Linked DNA regions of Mus musculus: region 2 is linked to region 1. Evidence: chromatin contacts called from public promoter capture Hi-C data. All regions are on one chromosome and are shown on one strand. Each heading gives the region's core, a stretch centred on a gene start, on an enhancer-like site or on the middle of the called end of the contact. The rest is flanking DNA. Distances are from core to core; before and after follow the strand shown. Region 1 holds the start of Tlk1 (tousled-like kinase 1). Region 2 holds the start of Scrn3 (secernin 3).

Region 1 (3,692 bases), core at 819-3,318:
TTTAAAAAAAAAAAAAAAAAAAAAAGCTGCTGAGGGAGGGGAGCAGGATTTCTGGTTATTTGGAAGTTTGAATTAAGTTATTCCAACCATTCAGAACATTTCATCATCAGGAAGGGTGCAGAACGGCACACCTAAGACGGTCAGCTAGGGCTGACCTTCCTTAGAAACTCCATCTGAATTTGGTGCCTGCCAAATTCCCAGGACTGATAACAGAAGTCAACTGTTAAACCAACACCATGTATTCAGCAGATTATCACATACGGGTCCTGGCTCATAGTAATGGCTCAATAAACACTTGAGAAATCAATGAGGAATTATTTTTCAAAGGTATAGTACTCTAGAAACCACGATAATCTTTCAAAACTCATACTACCATTAGACATCGTAATGAAACTACAAAGTGGAAACAAGCAAGCTACAAGCACCAACTGCCCTATTTACAACACACACTTTAAATTTTAAACTTACAAATTTTCAAGCTTATACATGTACATAAACTTTCAAGAACAGAAGGAAAAACTCAGATTATTAATTTAAGTCATTCAATAAATAAGCTCTTATTTCTTTTAATGAAAAATCAGTGTCAGGGTGAGATGAAAGGGGAAAATGTCTGTCAACGTATTCGGCATGTTTAATGGATGCCATAAATCAAATCTTCCCATGAATTTTCTAGAGCATATTCACGTCAATCTTTGAGCCTATTGTCACTTTCACACATGCTCACGGGAACAAAATGACAAAGAATGCTATGCCTCAACCACTGGATCCGGGCAAGAAACATTTGATTAGCAATTACCAAAGCTATGGATAATAAATATAGACATATTTTCAAAATACAATAATCCGAACGACTCATAAACCGAAGCTCTGAATTTCTTTACAAGGCTTACTAGACTGCTGGACTTTCAAACGTTTTCTTCTTTTTTTTAAAGGTGCTGATAATCTCCTTGTGCGAGACAACCGGGAGCGAACAGCCCATTTACCGATTGCTAACGAATACGACTTCGCATTTTCCAGACAAAAGGGCGTTAAAAGAGATCCGATGCAAATTTATTCTTCCCTGGTAAAGGAGTGTTCTCCCGAATTCCATTTTATGGAGTATACTTAAAGTTAAAGGCAGCAAGTTCATTTTTTAGTCAAAAGCACTAGGTGCCTTACTAGCTGTGTGACTGCTACATCTGGTGGCAGAACACTTGCATGCAAGGAGCCAGAAAACTTAGAAAACAATTGTAACCGATCTCAGTGCGTGTTTTGCAGAAACCTTCAAGCAGGAATTTCCACCAAAAAAAAAAAAAAAAAAGCCCACCACCCTTGGGCAGAAAGGAACACGAGCGTACTTGCAACCCACGAGCATAACGTTCAAACATGCAGGAGCCGATGGCGAAGGAAGGAAAGTTGCAACCATCTGGGGGGGGGGGGGGGGTGGCACGAGCAGCCTTGCCCACGAGTCGGTCTGCCGTTGGGATCGCTCTAGGGGCCGCGATGGGGATCCGACTCGGATCCGAGGCAGCCCAGAGCATGCGGGAGGCGGGCGAGGGGCATCTTAACCGGTCCCGGCGGCCCGGCTTGCGGCGCGGGGACCGCCTCTATGGGAGGAGTGCGGGCTAGGGGAGGGGGCTCGCGCGCCGAGGCTGCACCGCGAGGGCAAACCCACCCGAGCCCCGAGGCCAGGAGGCTCAGGGAGCCAGGGCAGGCCTCCCGCCCGCGAACCGCCACCCCCCACCCCAGCCCGGGGTCCGCGCGGGCCGAGGGAGCCCGCGGGAGGGCGCGGCGGCGCTTACCTTCCCTGGGCCTCCCGGATGGCGGCGTGTGATTCAGCAGGGACCTGGCCGCCGCCGCCGAGCCCGGGGTTGGAGACGTGGAGAGCCGGGACCAAGATGGCGGCCCCTCCAAACTTCCACTGCTACTTTGGACACTCATCAAGCTACTTTCTGGGAGCCCGACTCCCCCCCTGCGACGGCGGCGGCACCGGCACCCGCCTCCGTCATGGCGGGGGCCGCGCTGAGGGCGAGCGCGGGCGCGAGGGCTGGGAGGGGAGCGCCGCGCCGCCGAGGGAGCGCGCCGGGCGGAGGGCGGGCGGGGAGGGTAGCGCCGAGGGGAGGCGAGTGGCCGGGGCCGCGGGGCCGGGGCCGGAGCGCGGGCGGAGCGCGGGCCGCGCCGACCGAGGCCACTTCCGCGGGCGGAACCTGCCGGCACCTCTGCAGTGCGTCGGGCCCCGGCGTCGCCCGGGCGGTGGCGGGCGGTGGGTGGCGGCTGAGGCGGCGGGGTAACCTCTGCATCAGTTACGGGCGGCGGCGGCGGCGGCGTCACGCGCCGCCAATGCAAACACTATCGCGAGGCTCCTGCGCCTCCGGTAGCAGCGGCGGCGGCGGCGGCCGCGGGGCCGGCAGGGGGGAGGGGGGAGGGCCCTGCCCGGGCGGGGCGAGGGCGGGGAGGGCGCGAGCGCGCTGGGAGGCGCGGGGCCCGCGGCGCGGCGCGGAGCGGCGAGTCGCGTGCGCGGAGCCGGCCGGAGGGAGGCGCGCCCCCGCTGCCACCTGCCTCCCCCTCGCCGCGGCGCGCCTGCTCCGAAGCGCGCCCCACACCCAGCCTGCCCGAGACGCCTCTGCTCTCGCCTGGCTCCGGAGTCTCAAAATGGAACTGAAAAGTTGAGAGTTGCTTCTTGCCCTTCAGGAGAAAAAGAAGAAAGAGAAGAAGGAGAAGAAGGAGAAAGAAAGAAAGAAAGAAAGAAAGAAAGAAAGAAAGAAAGAAAGAAAGAAAGAAAGAAAGAAAGAAAGAAAGAAAGAAAGAAAAAGAAAGAAAGAGCAGTGTGCACTTATCCATCTGCAAAACAGGAGTAGTCACGGAATTAAAAAAAAAAGAACCTAAGAAAATAAAACTTTCCTTAAAACAATCTACCAAAAGAATTGAGAAACCCTACCGGTGGGGTAGCCTGAGTGTGTGGTATAGCTGTTTGTTCTTTGTTTTCACAGAAGTGGAAAATCTAAATAGAAAATGTTGACTACTGAATTCACAGTAAAAAACACAAAAAACAAAAAAACTATAGTGTTCATCTTGAAGAAGGTATAGTTTCTAGAAATTTCCAGTTTCTGGTGCCGCTGTTGAGTATTGACGACGAATTCCCAAAACAAATTACAGCATTTGCTAAAATTTATAGATAGAGCATAGCTTTCTGCACACCCACGTACACACACCAGCGATTGGCCATCTTGTTCATAAAAGAGCAAGTCTGGTAGTCCAGGAAAAATACGACAAGGTTACTGCTCTCTTTAAACCAAATTGAATAGAACACTAAAATGATTATGCTATAGAGCAACTGTGCAGGCATAAGGAAATGACATGATTACCAGGGGGACCAAAATGTCATTTCTATTTTTTATTTTTATGACTTTGCATTTCTCATCGTAATGTTTTCTTCAGATAAACTGTACTCCCAGAATAGAGCCTTGGTTGTCAGCTATGCCAGAAGTCACTGGGGTGTTCCTGTGCTTCAGATTCTTGTTTTCAGTCACATTCTGCTTTTGAAACCTAAGAACTCACAAATTGAACAACTTTATTGACATAGAACTCACTGTAAAGTGTGTGGCTTTAGTTCACACTGTAGGGTGTATACAGCTCTGATGCCCCTTGTACAATCAGTAGCAAACATCTGTTGCCCACTCAACTCCCTTCTCCCCACCCCTTTGAGGTTCCTA
Region 2 (3,692 bases), core at 687-3,186, 2.5 Mb after region 1:
ACAATTCTACTAGTCCAGCTACCAGCTTGCACAGAGGAACTCCTGTCTTCTTTTCATGAAGGCTAGGATTACCAAGGGATGGTGGATCCAAACTCTGATCCTTACACTTGTGCAACAAGTGTTTTAGCCACTAGCAATTTTGACAGCCCTCCAGCCCACTTGTCTTCTATAATGAAACACATCTAATACACTGAAATGAAAAGATGCTCACAGCACTTAGAAGAGAAGACGGGTGTCTTGGACCTGAGCATTGTGGATAGAGTTCCCTGGCTTCTTCCAGGATGGCACCTGCCCTTTAGCTGTTTTCACTGTGTTTAGCTGAGTGTGTTGGCCCATGTCCATAATCCTAGAACTCAAGAGGCTGAGGTAGGACTACTAAGTATTCCAGACCAGTCAGAACTACACAGTAAGACCCCAACCAAAACAGAAAAATTACCGTGTATCTCAAGCTTTAGACTGTACAGTTATTTTCATTAGTCTCGACTGCTCAAGACTCAATTCCAGTAACTGAATTAAAAATAAGATGCAGCTCCATTGTCAAAGTGCTCACAATGCTTCTCCTGCATATTATAAACTACTTTATGACCTAGGAGAAGTGGTAGTTGATTGCAGTGGCTTCCACCTGTAATCCCAGCATGCGGGGGTGGGGGTTGGGGGTGGGGGCAGGGGGTTGGAGGCAGAAGGACAAGGAGTTCAGGGCTATCCTCCCTAGACAGCAAGTTTGAAGCCAGCTTAGACTGCAGGAGATCCCACCTCAAATAGAGGCTATGAAACACATAAAGAAATACACTCGTGGGGATTAGGAGTACTACAAAATAAACAGAACAAGACTTTTGGGGTCAAGGAGTAAGGCTGAGATCTGGCAAGCCCTCCCCACTCCCAAGGGACTTAAAAACCTAAGTAACTATATTTGCAGATAACCAGTGTTAGCATTTCTTGCACTTTCTTCCACAGATATCCTAATGTACATGCATGCTAATATATACATTCTTTAGATGTATGGTAATATACAGGACCCACAACTGGTTTGGAAACAAAAGCGAAATATATTCTCATAAGTTTGTGTACTTTTGAGTACTTGAGTACTTTTCTTAACACACAGTGCTAAGCCTTCATTTCGAGTTTCTAGTCATTGGCCATACTATCTCATCTAATCTCCCTAAAATTTTTACAAACTAGGGCAACTGACACTGATAATTCTTGATCAACAGTGTACGAGGCTAATGCTCACATCATTGACTATTTTGTGCGAGGCCTCAGGGCTACATGTAACTGTACTGAACTAAGAATCCAAAGCCCAAGCACTCTCCCGTCGCCATTCTTTGGCGCTGTAATTCTCGCCACGGCCCTTCTGTGTCCAGCAACTGGTTGCCCTGTGATTGTTTAAAACGCTCAACTTGAACGCAGCCATCAGAAACACACTACGGGATGGAGAGTGAGCAGAGGGAGGATTTCTGCCAGAAGATCTCCGTTAAGCAGGAGTCTCGACCCAGAGCAGAGTTCACCGGCTTGGGGCTGTAGGAGACGGATCCTGAACGGACAGTGTTATCAAACCATGCGTGGGTCTCCCCACTGACTGACAGGCGGGACTTGGGGGATCATTCCTGCAAGGGGGAAAGATCGACGACTCCAGCCGTGAGGAGGATACGACCCTCCCAGGGAGCTTAGCAATCTCTGCCCTCTCCGGATGCCTTTACTCACCTTCTTGATGTTGGATTTGGACGCAGGATGGAAGTCCTTCTTACACATGAAATTGGCGAATGACTTCCCCATCTTGGCGTCTGAGTCGGAGAAGCCAACCGCTAGGTCTTCTCGGAACGTAAACAAACTCCCGGAGCTTCACCGGAACTGCTAGGCAAGTTTGGGCGAGAACTTCCGAGGTCGGGAGGATGACTACTTCCGTGGTTTGACGCTTGGCACCGCCCCTCTTGCTCTCTTCCGGCAGTCGCTTCTGGTGGCTGCCGCGGCTTTGGCGGCGTCCGCGCGTGCGCAGCAGAGGTAAGCTTGGGGAACCCCCTGTGCGCGATGCTCGCTCTCTGCGGGGTCGCGAGCGGCGGCGGGCTCTGCTGCGTCAGCTTCGATCCGAGCGCGGTCAGCCCGAACAAGCGAGGTCTCGAGGTTCGAGCCCAGCACTTTCTGGCAACGCCGACTCCAGTTGCAAAAAAATTTTCTTTTGCCGCGCAGTTCCCATGTAGATTAAGTTGTCTCCCGGCAACTGTAGGACGTTTGTGAGCCTCGGAAGATTGGTGTTACCAAAAGCACGGGAATAGACTGTTAGAAGCTCAAGAACCTAGGCTCTTCCTTTCCAATTACTGTTAAGGTTTAATAATAATTATAATAATAATAATAATATTATTATTATTATTATTATCATTATGTATACCTCGCCATGTAGCATTGGTTGCCCTTGAACTAACAGATCCGTCTGCCTTTGCCTTCCCAGGCCTGGGATTAAAGGCCTGCGCCACTACACCCAGCTCCCTTCCGTTATTTCTAGCCATGCAGAAGTTTGCTCAGCAAACATCGTGAATGATGAGAACATGTTAGGGCCAACGACTTTCTCCCTGGGTGCGGGTTTCTTAGCTGTTGCCGCCATCCCAGTTTCGGGTAAGCAAGGCTTAGTCCACTGAGGATAGTCACTTAGTCTGGTGAGGATAAGAATGCCAAGGTACAACGGATGTCAGCTTTCATTTGGGTGTTGGCTGTGTGCCAGTTTTTTGTTTTTTTATCTTGTGTTATTCGTGGCGCGGTCCACGTAACGCTCAATCTTCAATTACAGGCATGCACCACCAAGCTGGGTTTTCACCTTCTAGGTGGTGTTTTAATAATTATTTACTTATTTATTTTAATACTGACGGGCCTGGAAAAAAGGAGAATTAATAGCCTGCCTAAATTATGTGTTGGAGTAGCTAACTTTGGAGCACAGTAAGCAGGAGATCAAGAAATTTAGAGGGGCGACACAAAAGAAAAACTGGTACGTCTTCCCATCTTTGAGATGGAGAAGACCCTTTACTTGTTCCATGGTGAACTTGTTTCTTGAGTCATTTTGAGACATAGGCTAGCTTTAAACTCTAGCTCATCCTGCCGAGTCCTGAGATTGCAGGTGGGCTATCATATCCTGCTTTGCTTTCCTTTCAATAAAACATTTATTGTATTTATATTTTTTATTTTGTTTTAAAATATTTAGGATGCTCCCATATAAAACTATGCTAAGAATTGGTTCTTCCTGTTTGTTTTTTTTCAGGGTTTCTCTGTGTAGCTCTGGGTGTCCTGGAACTCACTCTGTAGGCCAGGGTGGTCTGGAACTCAGAGATCTGCCTCTGCTTCCCAAGTGCTGGGATCAAAGGTGTGCACCACCACCCCCAGCATGATTTGGTTCTTATAAAAGAAGGGAACTGGGTTAGAGAGAGAGAACAATGGTTAAGATAGCTCAGTGCTTTCCCTGAAGACTTGAGTTCCGTTCCTAACACACAAGGTGGCCGTGCACGAAGCCTTACAACCTCTAACTCCAGCTCCAGGGGATTTGAGGCCCACTTCTAGCTTTCTCGGGCATCCCCATTCTTAGTGTAAACACACACACACACACACACACAAATAGTAAAAATAAACCTTTAAAAAGATAAATAATAGAAGTAAACTAAAACTATGTCTGTTCTGGAAGCAAAATAAAAATAGGAGATTTTGAATGGTTC

What was found. Capture Hi-C pulls out chosen DNA fragments and counts their contacts.
Region 2: a contact with region 1 is called in a promoter capture Hi-C map of adipose tissue, with 3 times the contacts expected there. The contact joins the promoter of Scrn3 here to the promoter of Tlk1 in region 1. A contact is called at or near these places in 1 of 39 promoter capture datasets (liver) and 2 of 9 other capture datasets (adipose tissue and liver).

The regions. Positions count from the first base shown.
Region 1 is chr2:70,823,412-70,827,103 of GRCm38.p6, forward strand. Tlk1 (tousled-like kinase 1) reads right to left here and starts at 2,069. Exons shown (of 20, transcript NM_172664.3): 1 at 1,782-2,069. The coding sequence starts at 1,920.
Region 2 is chr2:73,310,716-73,314,407 of GRCm38.p6, forward strand. It overlaps Scrn3 (secernin 3), which reads left to right and starts at 1,937. Exons shown (of 8, transcript NM_029022.1): 1 at 1,937-1,998. It overlaps Cir1 (corepressor interacting with RBPJ, 1), which reads right to left and starts at 1,877. Exons shown (of 10, transcript NM_025854.3): 1 at 1,702-1,877. The coding sequence starts at 1,773.